Regions from separate parts of the Mus musculus genome. Here all the other regions are linked to region 1. Evidence: chromatin contacts called from public Hi-C and targeted proximity ligation data. All regions are on one chromosome and are shown on one strand. The core of a region is the stretch at or near the end of the contact, and the rest is flanking DNA. Distances in the headings are between cores, read along the strand shown.

Region 1 (4,385 bases), core at 672-3,171:
TTGATCACAACAGTGGCCTGTACCACAGGGCTAGACTTCATGGCTGGTTACACATGTAAAATGGTTGTCTGCTCACAACTTAAAGACATCAGAGGAAACACTGGTATTAGAGACATGGTAAATAATCTAATGCATTGATTTCCTGTAGTCCTGAATGGGTAAAGCTGTGCTTGCTACTTCTATATACCTATCCTCTTTATCTCCACAACGCTCTCTCGGAGGGAGAGACAGTGGGAAGAAAGGCGAAGGAGCATGAAGACAAAAATGTGATTTGTATAAACAAGACAAATCCATTACACTCTCCATATTACACACTGGACACATTCGAAGTTCAAAGAACAGAAACTAGATTCAGAGGTAATGCAACAAATCCCACACCGCTGTCGGAGTGGTAGCACTCCTGGAGGAAAAGCCAGGAGCGGTGAAGGGTGGATTTTAGCATGTCTTGCGCATGCTTATTTATGGTGCAGCACTTCACTGGGTGACACTTCACAGGCTGCACACTGGCGAGCTGGAGAGCTTTGAAGAAAAATAATGAGCTGAGAGGTTCATGACATGCTATTAAGAAGTTTGTGATTGGACTTGGGAAATCAGATGGATCTCCAAGGAAAAGGGACCATATCTGAACCATTGCATTTAGAATATTTTTGAGTCCCGGAGCAGCTATTTATGAGAAGGGAGAGTTGTTTTTTGTCTCAATTCCAGGTTCTGACTTATGTGTAGTGAAGAAGCCGCTTTGCACAGCAGACCTGAAGTCCCTGAAATATCCATGACGTCACCTTTTTTCTACTGATCTCCCTTTGACTGCACAGAGGCATGCTATTAGCTTTGTGCTGTTTGAGCTAAATTCTCCCACATGTAGCTAGCAATCCAGCCAAAACAATGTCAGCAGGAAATTTCACACTGGATGCTCAAGGTAGTCCCAGCTCAGGGAGATGGAAAGATCAGGTTCGGATGCTTGGTTTTGCTAAGGATCAGGACAGAAAGAAAAGGCATCCAAGGTGGGATGCAGGGCTGCCTAGAATATGCAGCTTCCTGTCTTCCAGGCAGTGAGTGGTACACTGTCACCCTGTATTCCCAGGGCTTATGTGACATATGTGAATACAGAAAGCACTCAGCTCCATTTCTGGTGGTGAACCTAGGAGACCTTGCTCCTAAATGACAGAGGAGCCATTTTAAGATATGATATCATAAAAGATAATAATATCTGAAAGGGGGAAATGCATGCACCCAGGGTAACACATAAGTAGGCGAGCACAGGATGAATTTGTGGTTAAACCATTTATTCCATTGCAGATGACAATTTAACTCTTTGGAGCCCAGAGTTCCCCCTATGCTCATGCGTCGTGAAGAGATGATTACGTAATCTGCACTGCAGGTTGAATTGGGAACATCTGGGGACAGTTGTAGGGAGCTAGCCATGATCCTGAAGCTCAGACTAAGATCACTGGCCTCCAGTTCTCTCTGCCAGCCCCATGGTAACAGGAAGGCATAACCCTTGCCCCCAGATCTATTGAACCGAGCAAACAGTGGGGCTGAGCACTCGCATTGTGAACGACTATTTGGAGAAAAGATGGGGTGGGGATTGAAATGTTCTGCTAATCAAAGGCACCAACTGTTGCTGCTTCTCCGGCTTTCTTCAGAAACATCACACGGGTGATGGTACGTTTTTTTCAAGCCTGCGCCAGCCCAGCTCTAAAATGGAAAAGTATTCGTTTCATATGAGCAAATGTTTTCTTCTTTTTTGCTTCTCTCTCTCTCTCTCTCTCTCTCTCTCTCTCTCTCTCTCTCTCTCTCTCCCTTCCTCTCTCCCTCCCTCTCTCTCTCCCTCTCTCTCTCCCTCTCTCTCTCCCCACTGTGGGAAAACGAACTTACTTTCAGTTACGCCTGACATCTGACCACTATACTGATCACGAGGACACTGTGGTAAACCACAGGCCCACTTGAAAATATCTCTCTTAGGCACAGTTCCTGTGCTTTAGAGGGCACCATCCCTGGCTTTTGGTTGTGGCCCTGACTCTCGGCTCTGGCGTCCTCCATAGGAGTTCCATTTTCTCTTTCTTCCTCTACTGACAATGAGTGGTCTCATCCCCACATCTTCCAAATGAGCCAATTCACAAAATAAGTAAAATGTAAAAATGGTGCCTTTTTTTTTCCTATCCAAAGCCTCAAACAGAGCTCTGACTGTACACTGCACCCTTCTAAAAATGAAACAAGGCATGAAAACTTAAAGATAGGCTCAGGAGAAGGCTTGGTGGGTAGGAACACTTATTTCCTGAATGTGAGGATCTGAGTTCAGATCTCCAGCACACACATAAAAAACTGAATGTACCCAAGTGGGCCTGTAATTCCAGCACTGAGGCAGGGAAGACAGAGACAAGAGAGAGAATTACAGTGGCTTTTTAGCCCACGGCCTAGGCAAAAAACAAAATCGGCACTGGTTCAGTGAGAGAGTCTACTTCAGGGGTATAAGGCAGTCAGCAATAGAGGGAGATGCATGTATGCACAGATGCAAGCAAGTGAGTGTGTGTGTGTGTGTGTGTGTGTGTGTGTGTGTTTGTACCCGCACACACTTACAAGGCGGTAGAGGGTGGGTGGTGGTATCTTGATTAATAATGAGATGACCAGCCAGGATTTATTCATACTCCTTCTGTCTGAATCATCTTGTTTCTTGTAGCTGTTTTACACTTCCAGGATCTTGCCATCTGCCCACTCTACAGAAATACAGGAAAGCATTTTAAAAACAATGGCTTGGGGGGGGGGGGAGATCTGGGGATCCGAAAACCTATCTTTCTTTCTTTCACCCCACTGCTTACTGCTGCTTTCCTGAGAATGCAGTGCTGTTCCTGCTGCACCGGACTTGCCTCTTAACAACCTTCCTTCTGCCCCTCACAGCTCACATCTGGAGCCTGAGGAGAAAGAACAGATGTGGCTGCCCCCTTGCCTAAGTGGGAGGGGGGAGGACACCCTGGGTAGTTTGTCCTGCTTGGATCTAATATGTGTCACTGGAATATAGGTCAGCATTTTGATGGATAGGTTGAAACAGGCCAGAGGCAAAGATACCCCCGGGTTCACCCCACTCCACTCTACTGTCTTCTCCCCCAAAGCAAGTTAAGCCCCCAATGGCCTCAAGAGACATGCACAGCAGATGGAGCTGGTCTTCATGTCTTTACATTCTGCACACTAATTCTGTAGAAATCTAGAGCTAAGCTAAGGCTTTATCAGTCTGGGCTTGGGCCAAGCTTCAGGCTGAAGTTCAGCTGGCCTGGCCGGACGCAGATGCCAGCTGTTCACACTAACCTTGATTCCCCACCCCACCCCCAACACCTGATTTAGATAGCAGAGTGGCCAAGTGACATGCATGTAGCCCTGATGCACAACTGGAGAGATGACGTGATTTTTAATTACTGTGCAGTTCAGGTGGGAGCAGGAAACACAGGAAAGATACACACACACACACACACACACACACACACACACACACACACACTGAAATGAAACAAGAGAGTGCTACTGGTCTTGCCTAAAGATTATTACTTTAAAGGATTTTTTGGCAAATTTTGGTTTGAACACAGGCTTGACAACTCCCTTTCCCCCACAGTTCATAGAGGGACAAAGATATTAAATAAAAGCAGATTCTTCTTATGATTTAAAACATCAATGTGCTGGTCCCAGTATTGCAGAATTAATGCTGAGCAGACAGACAAGATGACATTCAGATCCAAAGATTTAACTTTGAGGAAAATGCAAAATATACTCACCAAAAATATTCAATTGGTCATTCAACATCACTGAACGGAGTATTCTTAATCCATATCTCAACACTCCGAGAGCCCAGCCTGCGACTAATCGTCCTTTGTCTAAAACAATGAAGATACAGATGGATTAGGAGAGGGACTTGTGCAGAGCTGAAAAGTTCAGCTAGCAAGCAGAGCTTCAAGGAAAATGAGATTTCCTTTAATTATGTTGACACTGGATGCCCCGGTAAGAAACTTGCACATGTGAGTTTATCATTTGCCAAATCGGTGTGTTTGTGTTTTCTCGTCACGCACATCGTGTCTAAGTACTTGTTCTGTTTCTGACACTAATCCAGGCAGTTGTCCACACATCATGTGATTCAGTTCTTACAAGAACCTGGGATGGCCAGCCATCCTCCTCATTATTTTGCTGCAAAGACTTACACAGATTAGAGGACTCCTTTAGAGATGAGATTCAAACCTCCCCTTTAAAAAAAAAAGTAAAAACCCTGTTGGTGCTTTCACAACTACACATTGTCTCTTTCAACCAGTGGCTTGTTTTATGTGTTCATATATAGGTCAATTGTTAAGCATTGTGTTCCCACTGGAGAAAACCTATAATCTGTGACAGAGGTTTCTTTACAGTTT
Region 2 (4,385 bases), core at 511-3,010, 310 kb after region 1:
AGCCTAGGAATCTACAACCCAATCTAAAAGAAGACTACAGAGAGGATTTAACTGTAATCCATGGGGAACTATAAACTAGGCTCATTTGTTTAAACACAGAGGGAAATGTAATTTTTTAAAAGACAAAACATGAAGTCATACTTTGATGATTCAAAGAAAGAAAGAAAGAAAGAAAGAAAGAAAGAAAGAAAGAAAGAAAGAAAGAAAGAAAGAAAGAAAGAAAGAAAGAGAGAGAAAGAAAGGTCAAGCCCACTAAGTGACATGTGCCATGCATGTTACCACCGCACACATGTAAACACAGCCAGGTCTATAGAACTGAGTTTGAAGTCAGCTGGGATTAGAGTTGGACACCATCTCAAAACAGCAATCACAGTAACAATGCTATGGACTTGGTAGGATTCTCTAGAATTCTCTTTTGTAATGAACAAATTATTCAGGAAAAAACACTTAGCTGCAGAGAGCTCACAAAGCTCCATTTTAAAACACGGTCATCACAATGGCAGAAGGAGTGCTCAGAGATGAAATCAGAACAGCACAAAGTGGTGTATAAGAAGGAACACAAAAACAGTATCAACTAAAGGTTGGAGTGGAGCAACAGAACAAAAAGAAACTAGAATTCCATACGCTTGACTGGTGTATAATGCTGGAAACAGGAAAAAGGCAGGGAGCCCTAAACCTTTCACTTCTCTATTCTCTGTCCAAAAGAAAAATGCCGAGTCAGTAGTAGGAGATATATTAACAATTCCTCATAAGTTAAATCTTTTCTACTTGATAATTTAAGCAAAGCTGCTTCTTGATTATTTAAGAGCTAGCAATAGAAAATATAGTAATTATATACAACAATAAAGCAGAGTTAGCAATCAGTTATTCTGAGCAAAATATAACCCATCAATTTCTTTAGTCAACATTTATCTGAATCTAAGGGCACAGAAGGGATTTATAAAGGCTATATTATAAAGGCATAAAGAAAGGACTTATAAAGCATTATAAAGCTGTGTCTACAAAAGGAATCAAAGCAGTTTAAACAATTTAAAAGAAAACTCAGTTGAAAAGAAAGTCAACACAAAGTAAACACCACGTATGCACACAATGCCCCACAGAAGTTAACTGTCCGAAGCTTTGGAAGCTAGAAAGTCCAAGAACACCCAAACAAACAAACAAAGACCACGGCTTCTTATATGTAAACACAGCTACAAATTTCTGAAAGGGGGATGAAGTATAAAAATTTCATAAGGAAATTGTGCCACCCTTATGTCAACCAGTTAGCAAACACTGAGATCAGAGGCAGGTATTTCTTTTCTCTTTCCCTTGTTGTGAGACACTCACTCCTACAGAGTGGGCAGCAAGGTACAAGAGAACAGTAGATTCTTCAAAGATCTCACTGGAAGACCTGGGAATTCACAGACAGCAACCAGGATGTAGGACCATGCATTGGTGTCTAAGCAGACTGTAGCCCCTACACCACGTTTCCTAAACTTCTGCTTTCCACAATGGGAACTTCCTCCAGAGCATTATTCCTTTCTGGTAAAGACATTTTATGTCATTTGCAACTAAAAACTCATAATTCTTTCAAGAGTCTTTCCTACCGTGTGTTTACCTTAGGCTTAGGGAAATCCTATCTGTGTGCCCCTTAACAGTTGAACATTCTGATTTCTTAGCTAGCATGTGAGCAACAGCAAGTCTAACAGAAGAAAGCAGCCCTTTAATGGGTACAGTACATCATTCCATCATTTGAAGGGGTGGGGGGATAACTGTCTCAAAGAGAACTGATTACTTAGGGACACATTCCGCACTTCCCCCACTGTTCTCTCAGTCTGACACATAGAAAGACAAGTGAGGAAAGACAAGTGAAACAGCACATTCCAAAGAGAAATGGGCAAACTTGCCTACAGAGATGTATTTAGATAGTAGAGGCTAAAATATTAGACAGCAGTGAGAGGCAATGCTCCCTAACCCTGCACGACCTAAGACACCTCCTAGAACTGCATCTTCCTTGAAGGAACTGACTGCACATCGCCCTCACCACTCTCACCCTCCTATCCCTGTTGAGCCTCCTTTCCAACTGTGGTGTGTCTGTGTGTCTGTCTCACATCGCCCTCACCACTCTCACCCTCCTATCCCTGTTGAGCCTCCTTTCCAACTGTGGTGTGTCTGTGTGTCTGTCTCACATCGCCTCACCACTCTCACCCTCCTATCCCTGTTGAGCCTCCTTTCCAACTGTGCTGTGTCTGTGTGTCTGTCTCACTGAGATAAACTGAGGCTGATGTATGAGCATGAAAGATTTCTTAGGAAATAAATCTAGATAAGCCACAATAGTGAATTTTAAATTTATTTTATATAAACATGTATTTCAAATGCTAGAAAGTATTACCAAAAATCCACAACAAAACAACAAAAACAAATCTTAAAAAACCCCACAAAACAGAAACAAAGAAACCAAAGTAGTTCAAGAGGACAGAGAAGCAGCCCCAGAAGCCAGCCCTGACCACCGACTGCACTTGCGGAACCTTTCCCAGGGAATCTAGGCAAACGCTGACACTTTCAGTGAGTCAGCTCTGACAGAAAATGAAGGTTAACTTAAACAATTTTAGGTGTGTGTGTGTGTGTGTGTGTGTGTGTGTGTGTCATGGGAACAACAGGTATTTCTCTATGACTTTGCAACTAGTCTGTTTTTGAGAACGGTTCCCTCACTGAACACGGAGCTAGTTATTTTGGCTAAGCTAACTGGCCAGCAAGCCCCCAGGATAGTCTTCTCTGCCTGCTTCCTGTCACAGAGGTCGCAGAAACATGCTGAGCAAGCTGGCTTTTGTATGAGTTCTAAGAATGGGAACTCAGTGAGACTAGGCCGGGGCCTAGCAAACACAGAAGTGGATGCTCACAGTCAGCTACTGGATGGAGCACAGGGCCCCCAATGGAGGAGCCAGAGAAAGTATCCAAGGAGCTAAAGGGATCTGCAACCCTGTAGGTGCAACATTATGAACTAACCAGTACCCTGGAGCTCTTGACTCTAGCTGCATATGTATCAAAAGATGGCCTAGTCAGCCATCACTGGAAAGAGAGGCCCATTGGACACGCAAACTTTATATGCCCCAGTACAGGGGAACGCCAGGGCCAAAAAAATGGGAATGGGTGGGTAGGGAAGTGGTGGTGGGGGGAGGGTATGGGGGATTTTTGAGATAGCATTCTAAATGTAATTGAGGAAAATACGTAATAATAAAAAATATTAAAAGAAAAGAAAAGAAAAGAAAAGAAAAGAAAAGAAAAGAAAAGAAGAGAAAAGAAAAGAAAGCATGCTGAGCAAGCCAGTCAGGAGTGCCCCTTCATGCTCTCTGCATTGGCTCCTGCCTCCAGGTTCCTGCCCTGTTTCAGTTCCTGTCCTCATTACTTTTGATAATGAACTGTTATATGGAACTGTGAGTAAAATAAACCTTTTCTTCTATTAAAAAAAAAAAAAGAACAATGGGAACTCAGAATAGCAAGAACTTTACTAAGGGAGCCATCTCCACAGCCCTGATTTTAGCTCTTATACAACAAGGACTTCTCATACAGTCATTGATATACCTCTATAGAGACTTACAAACAACTTTCAAAAGCCAAAGTTAATAATAAATGCCGTACGTTCCAATATTTTAAATCTGTGTGCTGGTCACTAATTGCTGCTTTTGAACACGCATACGTAGATGGAGGAAGCTGTCGCCCACCAACTGAAGACATCAAGGGATTTTAAATCTACTCGCCCTGCCCACTTCTTTTTCCTTCCTTTGGATCTTTCAAAGAACCCAACATTTAAAGATAATAACAACTGAGATTAATTACACATACAAAAAAAATTTAGGAAGTCATTCCCTATACCTAGAAAAAAAGCCCAAGCCTAAAAGATCTTTAATTTATTATGATTTTGTGTATTTAGTATTTTGCCTGAATGTATGTCTGTGCACCACTTGCATGCCACTAGCATGTAGTGCCTGCCACCCGAGTTTAGAAGAGGCTATCGGGTACCCTCAGACTAGATTGGCAGGCAGTTGTGAGAACAGCCAGTGTCCCCAAACACTCGGCCACTGCTCCAGCCCCAAAGATCTTAAGTTTGCATGAGTTTAGCATGGTAATCTTTGCATAGGTATAGCATAGTAGATACCCAATACAGAAAACAAGGGAAAGCTGGGCCATCAAGAAAAGAGAGAGGATCTTCGACCCTACAAGATCCAGATTGTTTTTAGCTACCTCCCCCCATACACACACACACACATGCACACACACACACACACACATACACACACACACACACATGCACACACACACACATGCACACACACACACAAGCGCACATGCACACACACACACACACACACACCACATGCACACACACACACACACACACACACACA
Region 3 (4,385 bases), core at 1,099-3,598, 270 kb after region 1:
TGCAAAGGAGTGCCGAGAACTTGGTTTCAGAGCCACAAGTGACAACACAATTCTACCCATTCTAGCTTGAAGCCTATGCTCTTAAAAGAAGTCTACTTTGTTAAGGAAGTAAAGTCTACTTTCTTTAGGAATTAACACATACACAATTAACCGAGGCTTGGCCATCAAATGGCCCTCTTGCATTATTTGGCATCCCATCACTGTGACAAAAGACTTGAGATAGTAATCAACTTAAAAGGAGTTAAACTATATTTTAGTTTACATGCATCATGGTGAGAATACATGATGGAGGAGGAATGTTCACAATGGCCAAGAAGCAAGGGACAGACAGGAAAGGGTCTCTTCAGGGGTATACCCCAAATGCAATGTAATGTTCTCCCATTAGACTTCACGTAGGAAAGATTCTAACATATCCCAACAGCACTACAAAAGGCAGACTGTGGCTTCAGCAAAATTGAAACTATAATTCTTGGGTTTAGATCCTAGGAACCAGGTCTGCAACACTCAACAGATTATTAACCCTTCCTATTCTTCTGATCCACATGTATAATATAGATAGAAATAGAACATACTTCTTATTTTATAAGAATTAAATGCAACCGTTGGAATATTCCAAGCAAATGTTAGCACAGTCATTAAAAGAATACCATTTATAAAACATACATTTTGGGGGGCTAGAAAGATGGCTTAGTGGGTTAAGAGTAAAGGCTGCTCTTCCAAAGGACCAACACAGCTCACAACTGTCTGGGCTTTGTGGATATCTGGCATCATCATGTAATACACAGACATATATGCTGGAAAAAATACATTTAAAAAGTTAAAAAAGCAAGAAAGACTTTGAAAGTTATATGGTTCTAATATACCAATGAGAGTTACTCTAAGGTCTTGAAACTCTCTACTCCTAAATTAGGAAGCCATTTCTCCAAACACAATTATTGCTCAGTTTTCCCCCAAACATGTCTTAATGTTTTCTTAGTCAACCAGTGCAACACTGTCCTTTTTTCTCCTATATTTTCTATTGAAAAGCATACATTATATCTACATGACCGGTTAGCTTCTGTATGACATTTTTTTTTAAAGGTCTGACTGCCAAGGCTACATCAAAGAGTTAACCATAGCCAGCAAGCAAAACTACCATTGGGTACCAATTCCGGAGATGAATTTTGACCATGATCTAGTGGTGAGTCGCTAGGTTTCCAAATTCCTTCCACTGCAGGTAGACAACAACTGAATGGATCCAACCAGGAAACTGTAGATGGAGCATTGAGCATGCTTTATTGCTTTAAGGCTATACAGCATCGTTACAGGAAATTTTTACCATCACCAAGGCAGGGCTTATGATGATGCTAATTCCTTACTCAAGGCAGCTGACAAGCAGGAGGAGCTTCTTCATAAGTGTCTGTGGCAAGCACATAAAAGTACTAAGGTTAGCGTTTCATTAAGTACTCTGTAGCTAATTACACTCAGATACATTTTTGCTTTTCAAAGCTACAGCCCCCCCTTTAAGATTATCAAGCAATTCCCGCACATATGTAGCAGCTTGATCTTCACGTGGGTCCTGGACAACTGGAGTGAGGTTGAGGTGGGGCTAAGGGAGAGGGTCCCAATAGCTGTTGCCTGTGCGTGGGTGCGATATGTTCTGCTAGCTGAGTTGCTTTGTCTGGCCTCAGTGGGAGAGGAAGAGCCTAGCCTCTCAGGGACTTGGTGTGCCAGGGTGGGGAGATACCCAGGGGGTCCCCACCCACTCAGAGGAGAAGAGGACAGGGGATGAGGTAAGTATTGTGGGAGGGGCTAACTGGGAGTGGGCAGTGAGCAGGATGTAAAGTGAGTAAGTAAGACAATTGATTCTCAAGCTGCTCTTAAGATGGATAGTTACCAAGTTCTCTTCATCTACTGGCTAGGCTCTTCATAGCCTCTCTTGAATTGTCCATTTTGTATGTTCTTTTCTTCTTTCAGATGCCATATCTTTTAGAAATAACGTAATTTTGTTTGCTGAGACCATCTTTCCATTTAGTTGTATATTTCTAATCATTTTACAATATGATTATAACACAATCATTACAATAGCTGTTTTTGTCTGTCATTTGACTTAGTCTAAGCATTTCCATCTGGGAAATCTGCAGTTGGCATCGCTTGATTGTCTTTTTCCTTGTTGCTCTCATTTTCCCAGTCCTTCCCAGTTAGGAAACATTGGATGGCGTACTGTGTACAGCAAAGGTCCTGTTATAATTTTCAGAAAAGCATTGGATGGATGGATAGGTGGATGAATGAAATCAACTGGTAAACTCAGATTGTGAGTTGTGTCTCACCTCTGAGTGGGAACTCCATCACTTTCACTTTCATGTTTGACACTTTGGGCGTGTTCCCTGGGCTCTGTCTCTATACCCATCCCCCTTGGGGATAAGTGTCGGGTACATGGAAGTCCCTAAATTGGAAGTAAAGATTTCCTTTCTAGTTAGTCTGTATTTTCCCCAGTGACCCACCTCTAGCCCCACTATGCTCTCTGGCTCTTGTATCAGTTTTTTTTTTGCCCCCAACCCCCAGCCAGAGAACAGGATTCCCATTTTAGCTAATCATAACACCCCTGCTGTACCAGGCTATATGTGGGTCCCAGCTCCGTTGAAAAACTAAGATGAAGGAACAAGACCTATGCCTGTTTAACCCTACAGTTACTTTTCATGTTTCATGGGGAGATTTTCTTTAATGGCTGATGCAAGGTTTTTACTAGGGGCGAGGAAACACATGGTAAGAGACACAGAGAAAGAACCTCTGAAAGTTAGAGGAGGACTGGGGACACTGAAGTCCAGTTTCTTATGGAGGGCTGGGAGTTTTGAGGGCCTTTGAATAGTCTTCCTCTGCTAATTTAGGCCTGGTCAGATTGAACAAAAGCAAGGAGAGAGGCTAATGTGCCCATATGTGGCCTCAGCCTTGAACTTGTCAGAACAGCCTACCAGCAAGGGGGTCTATTGTCAGAAGAAAAAGCCCACCAGGCCCTTAGGCCTTTGTCTCAGGTCAGGAGTGTGGGAAAGAAGCCTGAAGCTTGCCATCTTTCTTATCTGTTTTTGGCCCCTTTCCCTAGGTGGGCAGTGCCAATGGGAAAATTACTTGGACAAGTCTGGAGGAGTTCCCAGGCATCCACTTCTTAGGCAGGGCTCCGAGGCCTAAGGAGTAACAGCCAGTTGCAGTTAGACTCAGATCTCTCAAGCAAAACTTCACTCAGTCTAGATGTAGAGAAGACGGTTTTCTCTGACCCCCTCTTTCCACAGGGTTTTGGCACATGGTCCAGTCAGCTGCACGATTTACATTCTGTCTTACTAAGTAAGTCTTAATATTACTCATCGGGTTAAGGAATTTTCTTCATTAACTTGGTTTCTTAACCCCCCATGAGGCTGTGATGGAAGAAACCAAAAGGCCAACTTCTAAATTTAAACTAATTAAAGGCTTGGGTTTGAGACAAACCCAAGCCAGACTACCAGTTTGCTCCACCATATACATCTTGCAATGGACAGTGGTGGCAAAGAAAATAGCATCTTACTGATGACAAAGCCTACTAAGGTTCTTGTGATCTTTCTCTAAATGGGGCATAATCACCCACGGCATTTTCTTTTTCTCCGACAGATCTCTCTACATAGTTCTGACAAACCTGGAAATTACTATATAGACCAGGCTGGCCTTGAACTGAGACCTTCCTGTTTCTGTCTCCCAGGGGCTAGGATTGAAGACACGAGCTGCCACACTCAGCTTCTCCAACAATTTTCTGGACTACTTTTTCAATAGGAATTAAAATAGTACTAACAGTGTGTTAAAGACTCTATGCCGCTCACGGAGCTAGCTCCGAGGATGCATAGTCACCAATGGTTGCCTTATGTTCAGGATCATCAGTTAAGTTTATCAAAGCTCCTTATTGACCCTCTTGAGAGACACTCTGATGGCTGCCCCTCTCTGTTCTCCCTTTCAGCATGGAATAAGTTAGAAAGATGCCCCGCCCACCCCACCCCACCCCCAAACACACCTAACGGCAGTTAGCATGGCCGGAGAGGGGAGTGTGGGACTAGGAGAGTCACACAAACCCTTGGTTGGTGCAGAGATTCTTAGTTGCTATCTGTGCGGAATGATTCAGTGGTTTTATTATGCTTTGATCAGTCCATGAGCTCCTCTGAGTATTTCTCCAAAATTCACCTTCCACCATTTTATCCTACGATCTGCTCTGCCTTCCTTTCATGGTGTCCTAGCTTTGTTCCCACATCAAACTGTTGCACTTGCTGTTCCCGCGGCATGGTCTACAAGCTTCTCTAGCTTCTACACTAGGGTGATTCTAACTGGAGGCACATAACAGACTTGCTGAGTGGAAGTTAACTGAGCACCATCCACCAATCTGAATATTC

The links. Hi-C and Micro-C count contacts between places; a contact is called where the count stands out from the background.
Region 2: a contact with region 1 is called in a Hi-C map of bone marrow-derived macrophages, with 26 read pairs. A contact is called at or near these places in 1 of 484 Hi-C or Micro-C datasets (bone marrow-derived macrophages) and 3 of 130 datasets of targeted methods (bone marrow-derived macrophages, effector CD8 T cells and large pre-B cells).
Region 3: a contact with region 1 is called in a targeted proximity ligation map of pro-B cells, with 7 times the contacts expected there. A contact is called at or near these places in 7 of 484 Hi-C or Micro-C datasets (the G1E-ER4 cell line, bone marrow-derived macrophages, cerebral cortex and 2 more) and 9 of 130 datasets of targeted methods (the 230-238 cell line, CD8 T cells, the NIH/3T3 cell line and 4 more).

What each region holds. Positions count from the first base shown.
Region 1 is chr19:33,099,062-33,103,446 of GRCm38.p6, reverse strand. It overlaps Gm29863 (a long non-coding RNA gene), which reads right to left. Exons shown (of 5, transcript XR_386659.2): 3 at 3,762-3,860; 4 at 2,578-2,714; 5 at 1,286-1,695. Among named protein-coding and RNA genes, the nearest start is that of Gm29863, 15 kb to the right of the region's middle.
Region 2 is chr19:32,786,001-32,790,385 of GRCm38.p6, reverse strand. The region is part of intron 2 of Pten (phosphatase and tensin homolog); the gene reads right to left. Among named protein-coding and RNA genes, the nearest start is that of Pten, 31 kb to the right of the region's middle.
Region 3 is chr19:32,830,329-32,834,713 of GRCm38.p6, reverse strand. No RefSeq gene overlaps it. Among named protein-coding and RNA genes, the nearest start is that of Pten, 75 kb to the right of the region's middle.